Linked DNA regions of Gossypium hirsutum: region 1 is linked to region 2. A link is a contact called in public Hi-C data. All regions are on one chromosome and are shown on one strand. The core of a region is the stretch at or near the end of the contact, and the rest is flanking DNA. Distances in the headings are between cores, read along the strand shown. Region 1 holds the start of LOC107952016 (alcohol dehydrogenase class-P-like). Region 2 has its middle 13 kb from the start of LOC107951516.

What was found. Hi-C and Micro-C count contacts between places; a contact is called where the count stands out from the background.
Region 1: a contact with region 2 is called in a Hi-C map of leaf, with 2.8 times the contacts expected there. The contact joins the promoter of LOC107952016 here to the enhancer-like site in region 2. A contact is called at or near these places in 16 of 34 Hi-C or Micro-C datasets (anther, callus, cotyledon and 5 more).

Annotation. Positions count from the first base shown.
Region 1 is chrA02:11,922,126-11,926,598 of Gossypium_hirsutum_v2.1, forward strand. LOC107952016 (alcohol dehydrogenase class-P-like) reads right to left here and starts at 2,740. Exons shown (of 10, transcript NM_001327593.1): 1 at 2,676-2,740; 2 at 2,363-2,499; 3 at 1,955-2,001; 4 at 1,541-1,866; 5 at 1,358-1,440; 6 at 1,181-1,256; 7 at 1,010-1,071; 8 at 762-857; 9 at 515-676; 10 at 1-428. The coding sequence starts at 2,709. The coding sequence ends at 312.
Region 2 is chrA02:11,792,343-11,796,531 of Gossypium_hirsutum_v2.1, forward strand. It overlaps the pseudogene LOC107951515. Among protein-coding and RNA genes, the nearest start is that of LOC107951516, 13 kb to the left of the region's middle. Within about 2 kb of position 2,074, at least 7 of the 9 cell types and tissues checked have an H3K27ac peak or open chromatin away from gene starts, as enhancers often do. A contact at or near this core is called in cotyledon, fibers and leaf, where this site is marked.

The DNA of each region.
Region 1 (4,473 bases), core at 1,490-3,989, 130 kb after region 2:
CATGTCATCCATTTGTTTCGTTTAGACATCTTACACATATGACATTTTCATGTTATTAGGGATTATCCCATCAAACCTTGCTCAGCAATATGTTCCATTTTCTAAAACAAATTAAAATGATTTTTTGAAAATTCTATCTCCAACAAGAAGCATGCAGAGCAAAGCAACTAGAGAGGATCATAGAAATGCATGATAAGATAAAAATTTACCATTAAAAACAGCACAACGATGTAGCATTATATTACATTATTTATTCCCTTAAAATGCACATATACTTAACAAAAAGCCCTTCATCCATGGCCAGCCAATCCTTATGCATCCATGCGAATCACGCACCTCAGGCCCTCGCCAGCAAGCATGTACTCAAATGCCTTGTTAATCTCAGAGAAGGGAACAGAGTGAGTGATGAACTTATCAAGTTCAAGTTCCTGCAATATCAAAGACATCGCAGTCAATTTGCTCTTTATTGGTACTTGCACAAAGATAAAATGCTTAAACAGGAAGGTAAACTCACCTTGTTCATGTATCTCTCAACGACAGCAGGAATATCAGTTCGAGGTTTGTAGTTGCCAAAGAAAGTACCCTTGAGAGTCCTTTCATTCAGTAGATTCACTGGATGAGTTTTGAATGCATCGTCTTTGTTGGGAACCCCCACAAGCACTGCAACTCCCCAACCCTGAAAATTTATGTCATTTCAGCTAAGGATGGCAACGTAAAAAGATACAATCTAACATCGAGAAAATTTTTTTGAAGATAATTACATCGTGGACACATTCAAATGCAGAAATCATGGCCTGGATGCTCCCGGTACATTCAACACTGCGGTCGACTCCTCCACCAGTCATCTCAGCAATGACCTGATTATTAGAATCATTTTTATAATAAGGATCTCAAACAAGTTGATTATATAATGCAGGCATGCAGCTTTTATGCATAGTAACCCTAGTATAGATGGTCATGTTCGAAACAGAATCCAATACAATTTCTGAAATTTCAAGTGGGAAGTAACCTCTTGAACAGGTTTGTTGTGATCTTTGGGATTCACAAACTCCGTAACACCGAAGTTCTTGGCTGCAAGAAGTAATGAGAACAAGCATGATCAGTTTTGTGACTTTGCTTAACCAGAAACAGAACCATTCTTGCAAGTTTTTGTGTAAAATAACTACGAAACCAATGCTACCTAGTTCGAATCTGCTAGGGTTCAAATCGACACCAATGATCCTGGAAGCCCCAGAAACTCTTGCTCCTTCAGCAGCCTAAATATCAGAACAGAGAATTACAGAAAAATCAGTCTAACGCTTTTTGTGTTGCCAAGGGGAAGAAAACATATAACATAAATGCGACAAGAATAACTCACAGCAAGACCGACAGCACCTAGTCCAAATATTGCAACGGATTGACCCTTTTTGGGTTTAGCTACATTCACAGTGGCACCAAACCCTGCAATAAAAGTAGTGAAACAAGAACATCCTCACTGTCATTAACACCATTTATATCTCCCGAAAAAAGGAAAGACAAAAATGAAATCCAAGTCCCCAACCTGTGGACATTCCGCAGCTTAGAACACAAACTTTATCAAGCGGAGCCTCAGGATTGATCTTGGCAACCTGGCCGACATGGACAACAGTGTATTCACTGAAAGTAGAGGTGCCTAGGAAGTGGTAGATAGGCTTCCCATTAATGGAAAACCTGGATTTTCCGTCATTAATCATTTCACCCCTATCAGTGTTGATTCTGAGGAGATCACACATGTTACTTTCTTCTGACAAGCAATGGGGACACTCCTTGCATTCCCCCGTGAAGATGGGGAGAACATGATCACCTGGCTTTAGATCAGTCACCCCCTCACCTACACTCTCCACAATCCTAAATATTCAAAAGAAAAGGGTTAATGTGTATACATATAATGATAATATTGTAGGAACTGTAAACATTTAAACAGACATATACATACCCTCCAGCTTCATGACCTAGTATGCGAGGAAACAGAGGGTTTTGTCCCTACAAGAAGAGAAAATTGTTGTCAATCACAATGTGAGAGATAAGTATCAGAGAATCAAATCTAAGAGAAAAAAAAACTGAAGCAAATGCTTATTGCGTAGTCTTGGATGAAGGGAGCAATGGAAGCAATTTATCAAAAAGAATCATCCTTTTATGAAGTTCACCATTGGTCAAAGCCAATGTGGAGGATAAAATTAGAAGTTCGGCTAAAAATAGATTAGACTCCCAAAATCAAAATAATCAAAATAATCAGCAATATTGCAGATTCAGGGCATTGTAAAAACTTTTACTTCTTCAACAGTTATAAACCAATCGACAAAAACAAGTTGAAGTAAGAGAGAGAGAGAGAGAAGTGTAAAACCTTAGCATCCCAGAAGTAGACATCGGTGTGACATAAAGAAGTGAAGAGTATCTTAATACGGACTTCATCCTTCTGCGGTGGTGCCACTTCCACTTCCTCTATTGACAGTGGCTTCCCCGACTCCCATGCTACCGCAGCTGCAATAATACCACAACCACTGATTTAGCAAAGCAATCGCCAGCCATAAAAGAATTTTAATCAAAGAAAGAGAAGCATCAAAACCAACAGAAAACATTCAAAGCCAAATCCCACAAAGAACAGTGATCATATAACCAGAAGCAATCGCATATGAGAGAGAGAGTGGATGGATCACCTTTGCAACGGATGACTTGACCAGCAGTACTCATAATGGATGTTAACAGAAATAAAGTCTTCAATTTATCAGATCACTTGTTTTTTTTTCTTGTGTATTTCTCTTTTCGTGCTTGATGAAGAATGTAGAACGCTAACTGACACTATTTATAGCGGAACCCAATCCCAGCTCACTCCAATATGCAAAACCACAAGCCAATGGTTTGCTTCAGTCAAATGACAATTTAGCCAAGCGAATCAGTGTGTGGTTTCTCTATGGTAGTATTCCTTTTTGTCGTGGTTTTGGACGGGCCTCTCAATTTGTAATTAAAATTAATATTATGTCCCTAAATTTTATTGTATGATTTTTAATGTTATAATAAATTATTTTTGATCATTTTTAAGATAAAAAAATATTTATGTAATTTTTGAATTATTTTTTATGTTAATATTATTTTTTATAGTTGGAATTTTGATTGACTAGGCTGAGTTGAAATGGTTTAACCCATAACTAGGGGCGGCTGATTGAGAGTTTTCAATCGTTTTCCTGATTGGGCAAGAAGGCATCAAGTTGGGTCAGCCTACAGATTTGGAAAACCACCTGCCATTAAAACCCTGTATTTCCAAAATTTATGGTTTTTATCAAATAATCACCAAGGTCCCCTTTTTCTTTATGTTCATTAGGTTTCCCTTTTAGTTTACAAAAATAAAATTTAAGCATTAGCTTTGGATACATTATTAAACAAAATTTATATTTACTTATATATTAAAAAGCTTCATACGCAAATTCTATAAAAAAAATTAGTTCCTTTTAAATTTTAATTTTTTTAATATTATAATTAGTGTTTAAAAAAAATAATTTTTTTATTTCTTTCAAAATTTTAAAAGTTTTTAAATTTGATTTCTTTTATAGGGTTTGTAATTTTTTTAATGATAAATTTAATAACATTTTTAAATTAATACAAAGTTGTATTGAAATATTAATTTGGTAAAGATAAAATTTAATAATTGTAATATTTAAGTATAAAGAGTATATAAATATTAATTAGATAAAAAATTAATTTACATATTTATAATATCTAATACAAATTGAGCATTTAATTTATTTTACTTTTTTTTTAAATTCTGGTGATCTAAGATTATTTCAAATTTAAAAATACATTACTGAAAGTAGGCACGGCCCACTACTTTGGACATGTATATTTTATATAAATATCTTGTCCCCTTATTTATATAATGGGATTTGATACTAAAACACTATAACATTCACTTTTTTAACTCAACCATTTTAATCAAAATTATTTTTAATTTTTATTTTAATTTTTAATATTTTTATAACATAAATTATTATGAGTCGCATATTTTTTTTATAATAAACTATTTTTTAAAGGAGGAACTGTCATTCATCATAGAGTTACATAAAATATTAGTTAAACTACTAACAAAATCCTTAAATTAAATTAATTTTATCCTATACTTTATTCTACCCAAAGAAGTCTCTATCATTTGATTTATTCTTCAGTGTGACAAAAATATACACTTAATTAAAAAATAAATTTTAAGGACATGCTTAATATAACAATCTATTTTTCTCATCGTTACATGACGGACCAAACACTATAAGCTAGCATGATCTATATACGTAAGTCTCCATAAAAATAATAAAATATATTATATGAATTTTTTCTTTACATTATAAAAATTATTAAATTTCAATTTTAGTCTCTCTATTATGTTTAAATTTGAGATTTAATATTTATACTTTAATTTCGGTGAATGTACTAACGAAATGCTGAGACTAGATTAAATTAGTCACTCTA
Region 2 (4,189 bases), core at 824-3,323:
GAGAACTGAATTATTCATCGCAATCTCATGAATCCATCGACCATCTTTCTCAATAATTGAGCTGTCTTCCAAGAACAGGGTTCTTAATTGCCTACGCCAACATGTAAAGAAATAAATCATATGAAAGAACCAAGCCAATGCTTTTCCCCGGCAGTTTAGCTCCAACTGAGCTTCAATATCCAAGTAATTGGAATTTGATTAAAGCAATACTTACTACTTTATACCACTGGCCTTCAAGCCGTATTTCAAAAAAAAGAAGCTCAAATTTGAACACTATTAATCTTATTTATTTCTCAAATATCTAAAATAACAAATGTAATTGCACTTATTAAGCAAAATTAACCCTTAAATGATAAAAAAAATTAAAATAAGTTTTAATTTTTTTTATTTCTCAATATATCTACTGGACCACTAAGAGAATAAATACTAGTCACAAATTTTAAAATTACTCCATACTCAAAATGAATATCGAATCTTCAATCACCAATTAAAATAGGAGACACATTTGCTATTTTACCTATATCTTTAGATAAATTTTGATTATTTAAACCTTGATGTTGGACATAAATGTTCACCCCACAATTTAGGTAGTGGTTTGATTCATGTTGTGTGTAGCATTTATTTATTTCTACCAAGAATTGTAAAAAAAAAATTTAAGACATAATGATAAGTTTAGATATTAGTTTTTATATTTTTCTTGTCAATTTTATCTTTATTTTTTTTATATGTAAAAAAAGTTAAATCATTTTTTTAAAGAAAATGTTGATGAAGTCATTAATTTTTTCTTATCGATGTTGGTGTGACAATGTATGATATAGTCTATGTATATTTTATACTGACATAACATTATTTGTTTTATATGTAAATAATTTAAAATTTTTAAAAGATATATCAATTGAGTTTTAGTTTAATTGGCATGAACGTTGTTGCTAAGAAGGTGTGAGTTTGAGAAGCGTTGAGATGTATTATGCTCTTATTTATGGGTTGAGCGATGTTATGTTTTAGACATTCTATCAAAAAAATCAAATATGATCAAAATCTATATGTTTAAAAATGTAATCTTTTAGTTATTTTCGTAAAAAAAATTAAATCTTTTTAAAATATAAGTTAAATTGAAATTTTTTAAAAGTTTGAGGGTGAAAAATAAAAATATATATGAATATATAAAAAAATATTACATTAAAACCAAGTATTAGTTTAAGCATATGAATTCACATATTGAAATATGTTTAAAAAGAATAAGAAAGCTACCGGCACAATCTTCCAACGTGCAAGAGTCCATCAGTAGAAAAACCAGAGCATTTATCAAGCTTCAAACACCGCAAAACTTGCCCCCTAGACCTACACAATACTTCCAAATCTGAATCATTAACGATCATCCTCCTAAAATGCACCGATTTCAAGCAAGCCAAATTCTCGGCTATTTCCTTTACCACGGCGTTACGTACCCTCCCCAATCTTCCGGTATCATATCAAACATCGCCGCCCGAGGTTTTCCTTTCAATTTCAACGATTCCAAGTGTGGGAACCGCCGCCGCAACCGTTCGGGACTCGTCGTGTAACAAAGCGTAATCGTTATGTGCTTACGTGTCAACGCGTGGAGCTCGTACCAACGACGACAAACGAGGGAAACGGCGTTCTGGTCCTCCGGGTCGTCGATGTATAGCATCACCCAGCCCAAAACAACGTAGGTTAGACCGGTTTGTGAAGCCGTTGATTTTTTCAACTCGTTATAATTTTCCCCCATCCAAAAACTCAAATCGGATATTCAAAAGAGAAAACAAACGCTTGATCTGGAGACCAGAATAAGAAGCAAGAGGCGTTTCCTCAGCACTTGTTTTCTCCGGAAGTGAAAGAAAAAGGAATGGATTCGCCAGCAGATACTACAAATCGGGTCAGGCATGGGTCGGGTTGAGGAGACATGGAAGAAGAAGAGATAAAAGCAAGAAATGGACAAGGGAGATTGGATGGAGAGAGAAAATAGAATGGTGGAAAACAAATTTATGGACTGTATGATAGTTTGGGTAATAATTGTGAATCAAACCTGTAAATATCTGGGGAAATTTGAAAACCCAGCTCTTCAGAGTCATGTGTGGGTCCTTCTCCTAGGTTGAATTATCCTTCAAAGTCATGTGCTGGACTCCCTTTTTGATTCAAATACTGAACATTGAGAAGCTTGATTTAGTGTTTTCTCATCCAACAAAGAATTAAAAAAACCTTATTTATAACCCTGGCTTTATAATTCACAAAAATAAAATAAAAACCCTTCTTTATTAAATATAATTATTTGCTTGTACAAAATAAGTAAAGAATATAAATGTTTATTTTTACGTTATGGTGAATTCAATTTAAAAAATTTTCAATTTAAGGATTAAATTTTGTTTCATTCTTGTTTTAGTCACATGTTTTTTAAATTGATAACAAAAATGATAGACATAATCTTTTTCTTACTGATATAATAACACATTTAGTTCTCAATACTTGTATATTCTATCAATTTGACTCTAATTCTAAAATGTTCAATAAATTTAACTCTTCACATTTACAAATTCTATCAATTTGATCATCAAACTTTCTAATCAAAGCTTTCAAGTTTTAAAATAAAGGCATTCCATATCTATAAATTTGTAAAACCCAAAAAGAAAAAGAAAAAGCCGCCTCTAATTGTACAAATATAACATATAATAAATAACATGTGCAAATATATTATTGCTTAAAAGCCAAACAATTGTATCACCACTTAACATCCAAATCCAAAGAACCAAACTGAAACATAAATCTAGCAATACGTACTAATTAATTTAATAAAATAAAAAATAATTAACATCAAAGTTGCGGTTCTTCTTTATACAATAAAATCAATTAACAACCAAAAATTCTATATATTTAGTTTTTCCAAACTGCAAAGAACCTATCTTTGAGCTATGGAATAAATTGGGTAACCATTAAATACAAGAAAAAAAGTAGGAATTTAAATTATCTAGAAACTAAAATCCTTATATAGTTTAATGCTCAAGAACCTCCATAAAGTATGTTATATTTGCACAAATAAATTTGTAAAATATGTTATATTTGCACGACCGGAGAATTTTTTTTTTTTTGGTTTTGGAATGCTTCTATTGGCAAAGTTTTTTAAAAGTTTTGGTTAGGAAGTGTAAGGATCAAATTGATAGAATTTGTAAGTATTGATGACTAAATGTGTTGTTATATTAAATTAGAAAATTCTATGTCATTATTTACGTTATCAATTTAACGATGGGTAACTAAAACAGGATTGAATATAAAGTTTAGTGCCTAAATTGAAAAGTTTTAAAGTTGAGTGAACAAAATAGAAATGTGAAAATAATTGAGTAACCGTTTGTTTAATTTACTATAAAAAATACTAAAGTACTCAAGTATATAAGCCAATCTTAGGTAAAAGTACCACAAAATCTCTTGTATTATATCATGAATTGTATTTTAGTCCCTTACTAAAAAAATAGACAAATTAGCCTTCTACGCTAAATAGTGAGCAAAATAGCTCTATTAAAATTGAACCATTAAATATTTGTTTTGGTGTTTATATATAAGCTATAATAATAAATTTAGCCCTCTACCTTCATACATATATTCAATTTGACGTCTACTCTCTTTTATTGGAAGTAAAGTAGAAATTTTAAAACTAATAACACTAAAAAAGTTAAAAAGGCTTTACTAAAAAATTAAAAAAAATAAATAACACCACCGACCCAATAAAATAAGTAGGGTCAATATATTTTAAAATTTAATAAAAATTAGATTTTAGTGGGTCTGAAATTGTTATTTTTTAATAAATATTTTTTTTTTTAAAATCTTATAACAATACCGACCCGAACAGATTGAGGTTTGTATTGGCAGTATATCAAATTTGATTTATTCAGTGCTTTATTTAGAGGACCTATTCCTGATGAAATTTTCAGTTTTAGAAGCATTAATTGCATTAGACCTTTCGATGTTAAAACTTTCTAAGTTATCATATTCAATTCTCAAGTAAAGTCCCTTCCTATCTTGACCGCCAATGATCTCCGCATTCAATAAGATTTTGAGAAATATATTGCTTGTAGGAGAAGTGCCCTCCGAAATTATGCCAAAAAGTAGCATATATGCTGTAACCTTCTTCTTTTCTTTCTCTATTTCAATGCAACATTATTTTTTTATGAAAGTGAGTAAC